2 separate regions of the Mus musculus genome follow, and region 2 is linked to region 1. The links are chromatin contacts, called in public Hi-C maps. All regions are on one chromosome and are shown on one strand. The core of a region is the stretch at or near the end of the contact, and the rest is flanking DNA. Distances in the headings are between cores, read along the strand shown. Region 1 overlaps Slit3 (slit guidance ligand 3). Region 2 overlaps Slit3 (slit guidance ligand 3).

What was found. A called contact is a pair of places that touch in the nucleus more often than the background predicts.
Region 2: a contact with region 1 is called in a Hi-C map of cerebellum, with 2.6 times the contacts expected there. The contact joins two enhancer-like sites. A contact is called at or near these places in 1 of 15 datasets of contacts at CTCF or cohesin (the NIH/3T3 cell line), 3 of 484 Hi-C or Micro-C datasets (cerebellum, embryonic fibroblasts and embryonic stem cells) and 1 of 115 datasets of contacts at active chromatin or transcription factors (heart atrium).

The regions. Positions count from the first base shown.
Region 1 is chr11:35,229,834-35,234,154 of GRCm38.p6, reverse strand. The region is part of intron 3 of Slit3 (slit guidance ligand 3); the gene reads right to left. Among named protein-coding and RNA genes, the nearest start is that of Gm33453, 5.8 kb to the right of the region's middle. Within about 2 kb of position 2,269, at least 29 of the 459 cell types and tissues checked have an H3K27ac peak or open chromatin away from gene starts, as enhancers often do. A contact at or near this core is called in cerebellum and heart atrium, where this site is marked.
Region 2 is chr11:35,405,789-35,410,109 of GRCm38.p6, reverse strand. All of the region lies in intron 4 of Slit3 (slit guidance ligand 3), which reads right to left. Among named protein-coding and RNA genes, the nearest start is that of Gm46277, 120 kb to the right of the region's middle. Within about 2 kb of position 2,304, at least 23 of the 459 cell types and tissues checked have an H3K27ac peak or open chromatin away from gene starts, as enhancers often do. A contact at or near this core is called in cerebellum and heart atrium, where this site is marked.

The DNA.
Region 1 (4,321 bases), core at 1,020-3,519:
GATTCTGTGGAAGTTTTAGTGGTGGGGTCTAGCTGATAGAAATATATCATTAGGAAAGGGCCTTTGAAGGTTCCAATATTCTTTGGCGTTCTGGTCTACCATGGTACAAGTAGCTTTCATCACACAATCTGTCTCCCACCAAGTGAGCTTCTCCTCCTTGCCTTTCCTGACAAGATAGACTGAAACTCTCTGAAGAGAAAGCCAAATTAAAAAACGAAAGCAAAAACAAAAACAAAAAACCTTACCTTCCTAACCTATGTCAGGTATTGTAGTCTCAGTGACTTAAAACTTGGTAACACAGAAAACAGCCCAAGTTTCTTCTGAACGTGGCTGAGACCAGAAAGGACCGGGGCATACCAAGCCCCTGTTCTGATGTTGATGAGGAATGCTTTCTTGAGGTAGGTAATCAACCTGGAGAGAGGCCTGTTCTTAGCTAGCTCCATGTTCTTCGGCATTGCATCTATTCATAGGTGAAACGCAGTTACCTGGAATAACTGTTACCCCCATGTTAGAGCTAAACAAACTGAGGAGGAAAGCAGGACCTGCACCCCACTTCTCTGAAACGAAGTCCAAGCCTGCTCCTTTCCCTACATGTACTCTAAGAAAACATGACTCTGGGAAGGGAGACTTAACTACTATCTCCTCCCATTCTATAGACAAAATCTTTGGTGGAACCAGGGACTCAAAGCAGGTCAGAAAGGGCCAAGCACGAGACAGAGAAGCATCACAATGTCGCCTAATGAACGCCCTTCACAGAGCATGCACCTTAGCCCTGACAAAGTCTGTGCCATGTGGGGTGGGACCAGGGATGCTGCTGAGGAAGCTTCTGATCATAGGGAAGACGGAACAGAAAGGCTGGGAAGTAGGACAGGAAACGCTCCAACCCGCTGCCTGCCTCTACGATGGTCTGACCCCAATACTTGAGATCTTATTTCTAATTGTTAAAAAGGATGGCGAAATCATACCACATGAAATTAGCTGTCCTCTCAGTTTCTAAGCACACAGTTCGGAGGTAGGAGGCACAGTCATGTGGACTGTATTCTCCTGGCTGTAGGACGAATCTCCAGGACACTTCCGTCTCACACAATTATACTATCCATTTAACAACTCCCTGATTTTCCCTTCTAACATCCCGGGTAGACACCATTCTACATTCAGTATCCATTAGTTGCTTTCTGCTTAAATAAAAAAATAAAATCACGTTTGACATCGTGTTTGCACACTCTTATCATGAAACTGGAGGACTCAAGGCAGAGGAACCTAGTTCCCTGCTTAGAGCAGCTCCTATGTGTTCAGTGATAAGTCTCTTCATAGCATATAGAGGTCACTGGTCCCACTGAAGGCATGGTGTTAGGACTGAGGCTCATCAGTGCTGGTTTTAGGCTTGGCTGGATTATTCTCTCACTGTAGAGCTAAGGACAAGTTACTAAGCCCTTTGACCCTCTGTTTTCCAAATGCAAATGACACTACTCCTCTGGTTCCAGGAAGAACTGGCCTAGAACATGTGGAATACTGAATGTCACATGAAGGCCCTCGTGATAATGATGCTAGGGATGGCTGCTCCCAACCTCTGCTCTGCATACCAAATGCTATGTTTCCTGCGGCCCTGGCAGTCTCTCCAAGTAGAGCTTAAGGCTGGGTTGTTATTGTCCTCTTGCCTCTTACATAATAAATTCAAAGCCAAGTATCCAGGCCAGACCGAGGCCACATCATCTCTCAGGGGTGCTGTAGCAGGATCTGGTCATAGTTAGCTAGCTTCAGGTCCTGAATCAGGGCACTCAAAACCTTCACAGAATAAAAGTACCCGGGCCCATTCCCAATCTACAATTCTTCTGCTTCTTTTCATCTACAGTTGCGACTTCTTCCACCCTCTCCAGACACTGATCTGCTCTGAGCACTCTGCCTTTCCTGAAAAGGACTCTCTTGGGGACCCTTTGGACAAGAACTGAGTCCCTCTTTGGTTCTGTCTGGAGCCACCCTTGTCATCATAATTGCACAAAGTCTGGGAAGAATTCAGTTCAGACACCCAACTCTCGGTCTAGGCAAAACCCCTAGAGTCTAGCCCACTGCCTCTTATAGTAGTGGACAGAGTATTTAGTGTGCTAAAAGCCCTAGACTAGCAGCTAAAAATAAAGCCAGCCTGGCTCTGAGGCTCCCGGAAGGAAAGGAATAGTTTTCATTTCTTTGCCGGTATTTATGGCTGGACAAAAATAAAAACACAACCAAATTTAGCCAATTGTGCTTTGCCGGCTGCTTCTCAACCCCTGAATGAGGATTCCTGGCGGCCAGGCTGGGCTCTGATCCCAGTAGCCCCAGGGCCTTTCCACCGTTGACTGGTTGGTTCGCGTGCCAATTCTCCATATCAGAAGCTTAATGTTGTATTTCTAGATCACTCTAAGACTTATTCTGTTTTCCTTGGTGAAACAATTGGACAATGGTCTTCTGCTTGGCTCCCTGTGGGAGCACTAGACTGGTTTGAAAGTCAAACTTCAAGCAAGGAGGCCAGTTATCCGAGTTATTGAGTATGGAATAGAGAGAAACAAGCTGTTCTCCTGAAAGTTGCAGATGGTGGTTGGCCTTGATGCTTTGATGCCACCTGCTTTGATGTGACTCTGGCACTGGAGGTGGCCATCTCTAGCCACTGTTCGAGTTAGAATGAACAGTGGGCTGAATGTAGAGCCGAATGGACCTGGGTGAGGCCAGCAGAGATAAGGTCAGCAGGAGGCAAGGCAGGTTAAGCTAGGAGAGGGCCCATGCATGTGCCTCCTTTTCTTCTATGAGCAGAAGCACCTCTGAGCTTTGCTCTGGATCAAGGTCAAAGCCTCCTGGTTGCTGAGTTGCCCTCATAGTTTTTCGACTTCAACTGTGGAGCTTTAAGAAACACAGCTTGTCTTTGTAAAGGGGTTGTTGAAGACCATCTTGCATTTAGCCATGCGTGCAACACATGTTCAGAAGCTTTGACCACTGTTGAACTGAACCATTTCAGTGATCCACAGACCGATCCGTGTATCTGTCCATTAAACTCTCCTTCCACCCTGCCATCTCTCCAGCTCTTTTAAAATAAAAGCCTGAACGAAAAGACGAATGAGATACAATCTCTTCTTTAAGACCATGTGTGGTTGAGGAAGACAGATGTGAAGTATAAAATGACACCATGATCTTGTAAGCAGAGGTGTGACAGGGACATGGAGGAGGGGCAGCTAGGTAGTCCTAGTTTAACAGTGTCCCAAAGAAAGAGAGTCTGAGTTCCAGTTGGAAGGATAAGTGGGTCTCTTCAGAAGCCACACCCTAGGCTTAGAGTCTATGCATTCCTGTAGATGGCAGAGTCTACGGGCTGTGTTGGGGGCAGTCTTGTACTGCTTTTGTGAGGAAGTTGGGAGCAGCCTTTATGTAAGATAAGCAACAGAAAGAGTATCATCAAGAAAGCGACCATCTGGTTAGAATTTGAAGAAGTCCTCTCCGGTGGCAGTAGAGTTGAGGACCACCTATAGAGCAGTCCTCTCTGACTTGGAAGGGGGCGACACAGAAATTAAGGAGGACAGTTAAGAGGGCTCTAGAGTTATGAGTGTAGGCTTCGTTAGTAATAATTAAGCACCAATGCAGAGACAGAAACCAGGTGTAACCAGTAGGTTTGTGAGTGAAGGCCTTTATGGGATGAGGGACTGGCAGCAATGAAGGGAGTAAAAGTGGCCCTCTGAGCTCAAGCTTGGGTAATGTATCAGTCAAAGACACTAGCCATCAGTGAGCAAGGAGAAGAGAAAAGGGAAGAGCGGGGTACAGAAGGGGAGTGTGCTACTGTTCAGAACTTCTGTAGCACTGAGATCTCCCAAGTTCATCCACTTAAGCCTACTACTAACACTAAAAACACAAGTCCACCTCCATTTGAAACACTTTGCACACACTCGATTCATAGACATGCCTAGAGGCCAACACTCTTACCATCCCTGAAAAAAAAAAGACACAGTGGTTAAAGAAGGATCAGGCACTTACCATAGCAAAACAGCCAACCTGATGATGTGGGACCCAAAGCCAGATGCCTGATACTAAACCTGTAGCTAATGGGGTAGTAAGACCCTTCAATATACTTCAATGCTTAATATATAAGTCTCATCTTCCCAGACTGGGAAACATGGCTGATGTAGTCTGTGTCCTATAGATAGACATCACAGCACCAGGCTCACAAGGGACCTTTATGAGCCTGTTATGGGCGTGTTCAGTTGATGCATAAACCAAAAGTCAAGAGTGGCCACTTGTGGGAGTCTGGAGAAGCAGATGCTTCCCTGGACAGGTATGGTGAGCACCATGAGGGAAGAAAAGGCTC
Region 2 (4,321 bases), core at 1,055-3,554, 180 kb before region 1:
GGCACTGGATGTCCTAATTCAATCACGCCTTACTCAGGCTTTCAGACACATAAGTCAATCACCTGTCTTCAAAGCCAGCTGAGTTTTTTCCCCTGGAACTTTGACCCTCAAGATATCCAACCACACGCAGAAGTGCCCCCTTTATCCATGAGGGTTCTACTCAAAAGTGTCTGAAACCATGGGTGACACCCAACCCTATCTAGACTGCTTTACCTCTATATACTTTCCTACGATACAGTTTAATTCAGAAACTAGACACAGTAGGGGATTAACACAAAGCACATTTCTAACAGGATAGTGTACAAAAATGTCTGTGGATGTGCTCTCTCCCCGGTGTCAAAACACAATAATGTACTGCATGCGTGCGTGCGTTCTCTGTTGCCAGTATGGCGCGCCATCCATAAAGGCAAAGCTGTCAGCAGAGGACTGCTCCTGTGAAGCATTCTGAACAACACGCCCTGTCCTCACAAAGCAAACGTGACTTTAACAATTTTCATGCGAGGTGTGGACAAGGAGACTTTTCAAAAGACGCACACTTGGTTCCATGATCACTGGAAACTTTTTCCGAGTCCCGGTCTTTTTTAGATTCTCCCGATGTACCCCGGGATGGTCCTAGACTCCACGCTGTTCAAGTCTATACTGTGCAACAAGAGGAAAAACAAATGTATAAACTCCATGTGCCAGGTAAGGAAAGTGTGGGTGAGAGAGAACTGACCTGCCTGAGGCTGGTAGTCTGGGAAGGACCCCCTACTGGAACAAGGGCAAGCGAATACCTGGGCTGCTATGGTTACTCCTCTCAAGTCCATCCCCCTTCTCTCCATGGAGATGGAAAGGTGGGTCCCAACCCTCACAGGTGGCAGGAAGTGTCTCTATCTCTCTCTCTGATATCTATTCTATTTTATGTATATGATTATTTATATGTGTTTTCCCTGCATGTATATATACCTCGTGTGTGCCTGCTGCCCTAAGGGTCAGAGGAGGGCATCTGATCCCCCTAGAACTAGAGTTATGGCTGGCTTAGCCATCATGTTTGTGCTGGGAGGGAACCTGAGCAGCCAATGTCCCTAACCACTGAGCTGCCTCTCCAGTTCCTCCCGCTTCCTCTGTTTCTGTTGTTTTCTAATACTGTGGGTAGAGTTTAGAGCCTCACGAATACTAGACGAGTACTCTACTAGTTAACTAGACCCCCCCCCCACCACACACACACTTCATTTCACTTTTTATTTTTGAGAAAGGGTCTCGATAAGTTGTCCATGTTGACCTTGAACTCTGTCTGTACCAAAGGCAAGCCTTGAACTTGTCATCCTCAGGTTTCTGCCTATAAAGCCAGAGTTTGGAATTACTGGATGATGCCACCATCCCTGTCATGGGGAGGAGACTTTCAACACAAATACCAGCCAGATCACCAACACTGAGACCCTCGCCTTCTGTGTCCTTGAGCTGCCCCAACTTCAAACACCTTCCCTTACTGCCTCTCACCGACAGACTGAGGATGGCTCTTTCCACCAAAAGCAACTGTTTTCCCTCAAGCTGTGAGTCCCTTTTTTATTATGGCGGCCACCTCTCTTTGGCTGTTTCCTCCTATATGTAATGGGGTTATCCGAACGCACAGTTCACAGAACTTCCACCAATAAATCAAAAGTGGATTGAATGCTTCACAAGTGTTAAGTCAACAGCCACACAGGTACTCGTTGCTGCTAGAAGACGCAGTCTACAGTGTAAGGACTTTGAGCACACTGTCCACCGGCCTCCCGTTCCTAGCTGTTTTCGGGTTCCTACTCATGCCTCACTGGCTACTTCATAACTTGTCTCCTCCATTAACCTTTACCTCAGCAGAGGATCCTATTTCTCCCTCTCTGCTCTGGGTTCCACACCTTGGATTCTGGATTCTCTCCTGATGCACCCATCCATCCTTTAAATTAGTCAGGCTTACCTCTTCCAGAAGAGCTGGCTCCCGCAGGCCATCCCATCCCCCCCTTTTCCATTTGTGATGGTTCCCCTCCAGTATGCCTGGTGTGGAGGCCAAGGGCTTTACGGCCAACCAACTCAGGTTTGAGATCTGGCTCTGTGCCAGGTCACTGTGAAAGAGTAACTTAGCTCCAGCCTCAGCTTCTATATGTGTGAACTTTGTGGCAATCGTAATGTTTAGGGCTGGAGAGGTGCGGCAAGTCCAGGAGCATTATCCTGGTCCACAGGGGAAGCCAGGCCCTGGACAATATAATTGAGTCTTTGCACAAGCACTGAGCTCATTGCCTTCCCTACTGATTGTTGCCTGAGGCGATTCCCATCTCTGTGCTTTCCTCTACTTTCCCACATGCCTGCTTAGGGCCACACGGTGGCAGCCTATCCAAGACAGAGGAAGCTTCTGGTTGCAGAATAGAGATAAAAGTGACTTGAATACGAATATATATATATATATATATATTCACCCAGATACTTATTTTTAATTTTCCTCTTTTGGTGGTGAGTGTCGGGGATTATTCATCCTTTCCCACAGGTTCCTGTCACATGTGTGGGAGCTTCCTACCTGTACACGTTAACCAGAAGCAGAGTGAATCAGCCCAGGGCTTCACGGTGTTATCTTTGAGAAACATGGCTTATATATTTACCCCTCTTACTGGAATAGTTATCCCAACAGTCAGACTCCAGCAGGAAGCCCACTGGGTGTGGCGCCCGTGTTAAGGTGTCAGGAAGTCTGATGTCTCTAAAGTGACCATCTTGTCTGAAAACTTTACTGGGAATGAAAAATCCTTATGTCCTGGGAAACCTCCCAGTCCCAGGCAAATGTGGATGTTTGGCTTCAGGACGTAGGTGCTGCACTCCTCTAAACTTGGTGTGTGGTTCTTCCATTCTCAGCGACACAGGCACACAAAATGCTCAACGTTTGAAAGGATCACAGACAACATTCTGATTTCAAGGCATGGGGTGAACAGACTAGGCTTGCCCATCGTGCTGGATTGGTGGGGGAGAGATCGAGAACTCTGTGCCCTATCCTCAGCTCTTTCCCAGGTCTCTCTATCTCCTTGGCACGAAAGAAGGAGGGGTGTGTCTTGGGTTTCTAGACATTACCGCAAAGGGGCTCCCAGAACACAGTGACCCAGAGCAGTCTGTGAGGAAGCAGACGATCTCACTTGAAGGAAACTTTCAGCCTACTATTTACAGACAGTTAAGGTACTCTGCAGTCCACACGCTGTCTAGTTGAGGACTCTTTGGACAGAAAGCTACACAAGTACCGTGATGTCAGGTCGGAAGACAATCGCTTGGGATATCCTTAGGGCCAGTGAGAATCAAGCGAATAATGTGGAGCCAGGGCTGCCTTTCTGGAATGGGCCTCCTAAAGAAGTCAGGGATTTCTCTAGGACCCCCCCTAATGCTCTCCCCACTTCCAACTTCCAGCTGCCTGCCCTCACAGTTCACTTTAGCCTGACAACCTTTCTGCATGTCTCTTTTGTGAACAAATCCTGCTGGAGCAAACTCTTGCTTGCCAAACTAATGGACATTTACATTGCCAAAGCCCCGAGCCCAGGAGGCTGCAAGACACACCACTGCATTCAGGGGTTTTATTAGAAAGCTCTCCTGAAAACAGGAAAGCTTTGGAAAACACCGAGGAAGAATGGCCCTTTGACAAAGCCAGGGAGAGCAGGCAAATCCAGGCATGAATGAATAAGCTAAGTATGTATCTTTAAGAAATGGTCTTTTGTTGTTGTTGTTTTGGGTCTACAAAAAAAATCTAACAAAACTCTTGTTAGAGAGGGAAACTTTTAAAAAACTGCCTTTCCAAAACAAACTCCACAGGGAGTAAAAATAACTGCAAGAGAGGAAGGAACCAGCTCAAGTCACTCTTGAGCCAGACAGAATTACAAACTTGGGGGCAGCAAACTGCTCAGAGGATAGCAGCAAGGGCTTTCCAGTCTTCAGGGGACTGTGTGCACTTGTAATTAGAGAGGACACAAGACAGTGAGGGGTGACAAGTCTCAGCTAACCTCCCGCCTGTGCTCTGGTTAGAGGCATTCTGTATACGAGGCTCTGTATGCTAACCAAGCTGGGCAAACACGAGAAGAAGTAATGATAGGACAAGCAGACCTTCACTTCCGACTAAGCCTCCTAAACCCAGCTGAAATCTCCAATCTGGACTGCACTGAGTGACTGTGTGAAGCCACAGTGGAAATAGCCACACCAGAGTTTCCGTGATGGGCTGGTGTACTAAAATACTATCAAAATCCTTTCATCCTGTGTATATAAAGCATAAATGAATTATATCTTTATAGACTTAGGCCCTGACCCAAGACATCTCATGTATAGGCAAAGATTCCAAAATTTG